Regions from separate parts of the Triticum aestivum genome. Here region 1 is linked to region 2. Evidence: chromatin contacts called from public Hi-C data. All regions are on one chromosome and are shown on one strand. The core of a region is the stretch at or near the end of the contact, and the rest is flanking DNA. Distances in the headings are between cores, read along the strand shown. Region 1 has its middle 140 kb from the start of LOC123052990. Region 2 holds the start of LOC123052988 (potassium transporter 22).

What was found. A called contact is a pair of places that touch in the nucleus more often than the background predicts.
Region 1: a Hi-C map of leaf shows a contact between it and region 2, with 3 times the contacts expected there. The contact joins the enhancer-like site here to the promoter of LOC123052988 in region 2. A contact is called at or near these places in 2 of 5 Hi-C or Micro-C datasets (both in leaf).

The regions. Positions count from the first base shown.
Region 1 is chr2D:328,034,283-328,037,609 of IWGSC CS RefSeq v2.1, reverse strand. No RefSeq gene overlaps it. Among protein-coding and RNA genes, the nearest start is that of LOC123052990, 140 kb to the left of the region's middle. Within about 2 kb of position 1,884, at least 1 of the 8 cell types and tissues checked has an H3K27ac peak or open chromatin away from gene starts, as enhancers often do. A contact at or near this core is called in leaf, where this site is marked.
Region 2 is chr2D:327,872,404-327,875,464 of IWGSC CS RefSeq v2.1, reverse strand. LOC123052988 (potassium transporter 22) reads left to right here and starts at 1,418. Exons shown (of 6, transcript XM_044476355.1): 1 at 1,418-2,015; 2 at 2,547-2,888. The coding sequence starts at 1,637.

The DNA of each region.
Region 1 (3,327 bases), core at 635-3,134, 160 kb before region 2:
ACCACCTCCGTCGTTGTTCCGCTGCTAGAAGTATTTTGCTATTACGAGTTGTTCCGCTGCTAGCATAGAGCAAGTGTAGTATCGCAGGCGTAGTGTCGCCGTGCTGATGTGATTCGTTGTAACATCAGACCCGTGTATTCATTACTCTTTGTAATAAGAGCTGATTTGTTCTATGTCAAGCAGTGCCGTATTCCAGAAGACTTCATCTCGATCTCTGGGCTGGAATACGGGGCGTTCCGGTTTCTCTGAGCCGGGGTGCCACAAGCTCTCTACCACGGATGGGTTCCCGGCTCCAGATGCCTCATTCTACCGGTCTATTCTTGGTGCTCTCTAGTACCTCACTCTTACATGACCGGAGCTTGAGTACCCTGTTCAGTAGGTGTACCTACATATGCATGCTCCACGCGATGCTCACTGGACTTCGGTGAAGCGGATTCGTCGCTACATCCGAGACACCCTGGATCTCGGGCTCTCACTTCCGGGCCTCGACCGTCATGGACATCATCGCCTATCTCTGATGTTGACTGGGCAGGCTGCCCTGACACACGATGTTCCACTTCAGGATATTGCGTTTATCTTGGACCGTCACTTATCTCTTGGTCGTTCGAGCGGCAGCCCACCGTCTCTCGCTCCAGTGTTGAGGCAGAGTATCGTGCGGTGGCTAACGTGGTTGAAGAGTGCTCGTGGCTCCATCAGCTTCTCCATGAGCGTTCATGTCCTGTTGACAAGTCCACCATCGTCTACTGTGACAACGTCTCCGCCATTTACCTCTCCGCTAATCCGGTTCATCATCGTCGCACCAAGAACATTGAGCTTGATATCCATTTGATTCGAGAACAGGTGGCTCTTGGACGTATACGTGTTCTACATGTACCCACCTCCCAACAATTTGCAGACATCATGACTAAGGGATTACCTACGTGTCTTTCGAGGAGTTTCGATCCCGCCTTTGCGTCGCCAATGGCGACCGCTTCGACTGCGCGGGGGGGGGGGGGGGGGGGGGTTGAGTTGTATATTTTGCATGTGTATTTCTTGTACAACAAGCCCTCATCCTTCCTTGTCTAGTTGAGGACGTGGCTACCTTTGTACCCCGATAAATATATCGTGAGTTGCACCTATTCTCTATAGAGGGCACCGGTGTCAAATGAAGCAAAAGTGATTTTGACACCGGTTTCAACCTACATAGTGGAGGACCTTGCACGTGAGAGAAATGATCCTATGCACAGTAGTTTGTTTTTTACTCTATATCATCTCTCTCATACACGTGGACAATATTATTGGACAGGGATATAATTTAGTTAGCTTCTCGTTTGCCCACTCTGGATGCTCCACCCATCTGTAAGATTGTTTTTTTTGACACACAGTGGATTTTATTGACTCCAATGTAGCATCAGGAAAATACAAACATAATGAGCACACACCCGGCCTCTGCATAGTTAGAATGCACACAGCCAACACCAGCACACGCACACAAATATAACATACCAACAAATAGCAAAATTATATAAGACCAAAGATATGTGTAGGCGAGAAAAAAAACGCAAAGCGAACAGAAGTTCCACGTGGCAAAACTGTGACACCAGACCGGGGTGGGTTGGCATGCCATTAATTGCAGCTGAGTGAGTAAAACGCAAGATATTCACGTGGCCTCATGTGCTCCACATACACAATCTGTCGTGGAGAAGCTAGGAAGAAAGGTCAAAGAGTGCACACCTTCATAGTCAACTCAGCCAAAGCATTGCAGCTATGTGCATGTGCTGTAGCTAGCTAGCTGGGTCAATTTAGTTAGCTGCAAACAACGTCGATTTGGTTTTGTCCATTCGTGTGATCAGTGTAGTGCGTACGTCGATTTGCTCTACCTTTGGCAGCAAGCGTGCGTCAGTCTCGCAAATTTTAAAGAAGACAACAAAAGTTGACTTTTGGCAGCATTCATCTGGATCTATACTCTGTATAGTGTAGCAGTATGAACGAACGACGTCCGTTGAATTACCTCAATGGGAAGTTAATCTGGAATAAATGGCACCGCTGGACCATACATATCCAACGGCCAGAAATGCATGGAAGCTATGCCTTTACCTAGGACCAGGAACATACAATCTGCAATACTTTCTCCACATGCTTCGCTCCTTCTCTAGACAGTAGCTCTAAAAGTAGCATTTCATTTGTTTGGAAATAAGTGTCGTGCTTTTTAGCTTAAATTTAAATTAAAACCATGACATTTATTTTTTATCAAGAGGGAGTAGCGGCCTTGAATTGTAATGCACCCTACCTATAATCTGACGTACATGTATGCGCCACACATCGGAGATCAATAAAGAGAATTATTGAATAGTTGAGTAATTTTACATTAAATTTAAATTAAAATAACAGTATATAAAACATGGTAATCAAAATAGATATGGTAATCCAATCAAGTAGCTTTTTTTAGGGAAATCGAATCAAGTAGCTGAGTGGTGAAACTAGACATGTAATCGGGAACATAAAGGAGAAACATCATATAATATCGGGCGGCTGGGCCTTGGGCTCGGTGGCGCGACTGCGTGGCGATGGCTGCGTGGCAGGGCGGGCCGGCGCGGTGGGATGGCGGGGCGGCTGGCTTTGTGTCGGCTTCGACAGATCCGGCGGTTGGCGCCGCGGGTTGTGGCAGCGCGGCTGGGCAGGATCTGTAGGGCATGCGACTCGGCCTCGACCTCCTCGGCTGGTTGTATGTGGCGTGGTGGAGGGCTCCTGTTGGGCACGGGTCCGATCCGCTCGGATCTCGCCCTGGTCGTCGGCAGGTGGCTCGGGGCGGGGGCAACGATCGTCCTGGTTGGTGCACGGTGATGGGCTGTGATGGCGTGGTGGCAACCCATGGTGGCGGTGAGGGTCATTTCCCGGCGACGACTGGATTTGCTCTGGTGTCAGTCCATTCGTGCATGGCTCTGGTGGTGATCTCTAGTGCCCTTTAGCGGCTGCAAGTTGTGGCATGTCTGGTACCTCACATCGTTGGGCGGATGGCCGAGACGGGCCAGTTGCGGATCTAGGCCGGGAGTTGCAGTTAGGCGTCGCAAGGGGTGGCGCTGGGAGAGATGGGTGGCGCCTATGCGGTTGGACCACCTGTCACCGGCAAGTGTGCCAGGCGTCGACGTGGTCCGCACCCGCTTCACCTCTTCAATGACTCAGTGGCTCCCCGATCAATCTCGTCTTTCCGATCATTGGCGGCTCTGTCGGCACTCGGAGCTTGCCGGTCGGCTCATCACCTGCACTCATGGAGGACCTATGGGACTTTGGGATTCCCTAGGCGGCGGCCTGGGTGGTGGGAGTCGTGATGCTTGTGGGCTGAGCTTG
Region 2 (3,061 bases), core at 169-2,668:
TGATTCATAGCTATATATACGTTGTCACATTTATTTAGTGGCAAACTCCGTCAAGCCACAAAAAGTGTGGCAGGAAAATTGGTCACACAAGTTAGACAAAGTTTAACAAAAAATACAAGGCCTTCGCTGTGCTGGTTGAAAATCGCCGCTAAGAAAGTGTGCATGCCACAGTTATGACAGTGAAACAAATAATACAGTAGCCTTATGAAACTTGGCAAAGCGTCTTCTATGAACATGCCGCTAACTTGAATATTAAGATTTGCTTCTAACAATTAATTACTGTGCACCTTAATTGCTTGTTTCTTGGATAATTGAAGAAAATACAATGGAGAGATCACGTTCTTCAGGTCGCAATCTGATAAATTAGGCGCCGTGGGGCATCGCTTTGGTTGGCTAATGCGTTTGGTGCCTCGCGCTAGCTAACCATACCCCGGTGTGTCCACTCTTAACTAACATGGTAGCCTGTCCTTGGCTATCTTCAGTTGAATTAATCTGGTAAGCAAGCACACTTGCTTATCGGCGAAGAACCTACAGAGCAATACCTGGAACAATTAATAAATAATCAATAAGCAAGCTTGCATAAAATCTCCATCAGAAATCTAGGACATACTTACAGATTAAGTGTTGAGTTGTTCAGAGATTAAGTGTCAGTGTTGTAAAAGAAGGACATGCATGTCAGTGTTAATCCAAGTAATTTGTCAAGGAAACTATAATGGCAGAGACTATTTTTGTGGTAAACAAGCTAGGCATGTATGGCGCTTCCTGTGTACTATATGCTCGTAGCTGACGAAGAAGAGATTGAAGAGCATACTACTACTGGGTTACTTGAGGAAAACAGAGCCATGTACAGATAAAGGCCAGACAGAAGAGACACAACCCGACTGAATCAACGTACGTACGTATATCTCTGGACGGAGAGCTACAAGAGATGATCGACGATCTTGCACCGAGGTCAATGAGTGGATCCAAGCAACATAAGTAGGTAGCGTTTTTCTCACTCGACATAGGTACGTGCGGCGGACGTGAGGTCATGCATCTGAATCCAAGGTCTGTCTACGCGTGGTTGAATTCGTGGATCCATGCTGAAACAGACTGCACAGTGATGGAAAGATATCGATTTTTGATTTCCTTTGGCGTAGCAACAGCTACAGCAATGAATTATGATCACGCGGTTAGTTCCCTTGTGGCCCGATCGAGCCCGACGCTGACGCCATGAGCCGCGAAGGGTGATGGGCGAAAAGTAAGCTAGCCAAGCCAAAGCCATTGCGGGGACGGAATCTGTTGATCCATCAACGTCCATCTGAAAACGTATCCAGGTCGGGTCGCATAGCACAGCAGCACGTATGTACTCCACACAGTAGCAGCTTAATTAATTGCTACCCTGCCGTTCACATACTCCAGCGATCCACAACTAGTACCGCGCGCTAACTCTAACCAGAGAGATGCAGATAGTAGTACTAGCTCATTATAAAAGGGAAGGTTGCGTGGCGAGGCCATGAGAGACTAGATCCATCCAGGAGCACAAGCTAGCTAGCTGGATATTGGCATGTTATTCCACGAGCCAATTACACACTTACTTCTTGGATCCTTCTCAACAATTAAGCTCAGTCATCTAGCCGGCTGGTAGGATCGATCGATGGCTGAGCAGCAACAGAAGAAGCAGCAGCAGCAGGGTGGCGATGACGAGGTGCTGGAGGTGGAGTGCGCGCTGGACATGCCGGAGGTGGTGCAGCGGCAGGACTCGCTGTACCGGGACGCCTCCCGGGCCGGCGGCGCCAGCCACCACGGCCATGAGCGATGGGGCAAGACGCTGCGCCTCGCGTTCCAGTGCGTCGGCGTGCTCTACGGCGACATCGGCACGTCGCCTCTGTACGTCTACTCCAGCACCTTCACCGCCGGCGTCCGGCATACCGACGACCTCCTCGGCGTCCTCTCCCTCATCATCTACAGCTTCATACTCTTCACCATGGTCAAGTACGTCTACATCGCCCTCCGCGCCAACGACGATGGAGACGGTACGCACACAAATTAGCTTAGCTCCTCCATCTTCTTCTTCCTCCTCTTTCTTCTTTCTTTGTACTCGATCGTAGTAATTAGATTGCGCGACGTGTTACACGTACGTACGGTGCACCTAGCTAGCTACCTTAGCATGCAGCAAATTGACGCAGCATCTGCATGTACCAACAGCTTAATTGGACCCCCCGACCCAACGGCAAAATTGATCGTTTGGTGCATGCGTGGTACACGACCGTCTCTTGTCGTCTCTTCCTAAAAAACAAGGTTTTCCAAAATGAAGTGGGTCGAGTGGCCGTGCATGTGTTTGTTGTTATTAATTAATTATTATTATAACAGAGAACTAGGAGTAGTTCGTACTGTAGTTAGCGATCAACGTAGTAATACTTCTCATATTGTGCATCATATAAATAATCCTACGATTGAGTACATGCATGGGAATGTTTGTGGTTATTTTACTGTAGTTAGCATGCATGCATGAAGTATATACCAAAGGCCCAAATTAAAGAAGTTGTTGCATGACATATATGCAGGCGGTACGTTCGCGCTCTACTCTCTCATCTCGCGGCACGCCAAGGTGAGCCTGGTGCCGAACCAGCAGGCGGAGGACGAGCTGCACATCCTGGAGCAGGACGACCCCAAGTCCTTCAGCCGGCGGCGCGCCCTGGCCACGCTGCAGCTGGCCTCCCCGGCGGCGTACCGCGCGCAGCGGGTCAAGGAGCTCCTGGAGACGAGCAAGCCCGTGCGCATCTCGCTCTTCCTGCTCACCATCCTCGCCACGGCCATGGTGATCAGCGACGCCTGCCTGACGCCGGCCATCTCCGTGCTGTCCGCCGTCGGGGGGCTCAAGGAGAAGGCGCCACACCTCACCACAGGTACGCACCGTGCATATATATCTTTCAGTCTACATTGTACAGTATACGTACTAGCGCCTAGCTAGAGGCATCAATATCATACTGACATACAACTCGATCAGCCGGCCGCCTATGGGTAACAAGTGTGAACACGATGGATGAGGTCGACGACCAGCTAGCTAGAGTGTAGTGTA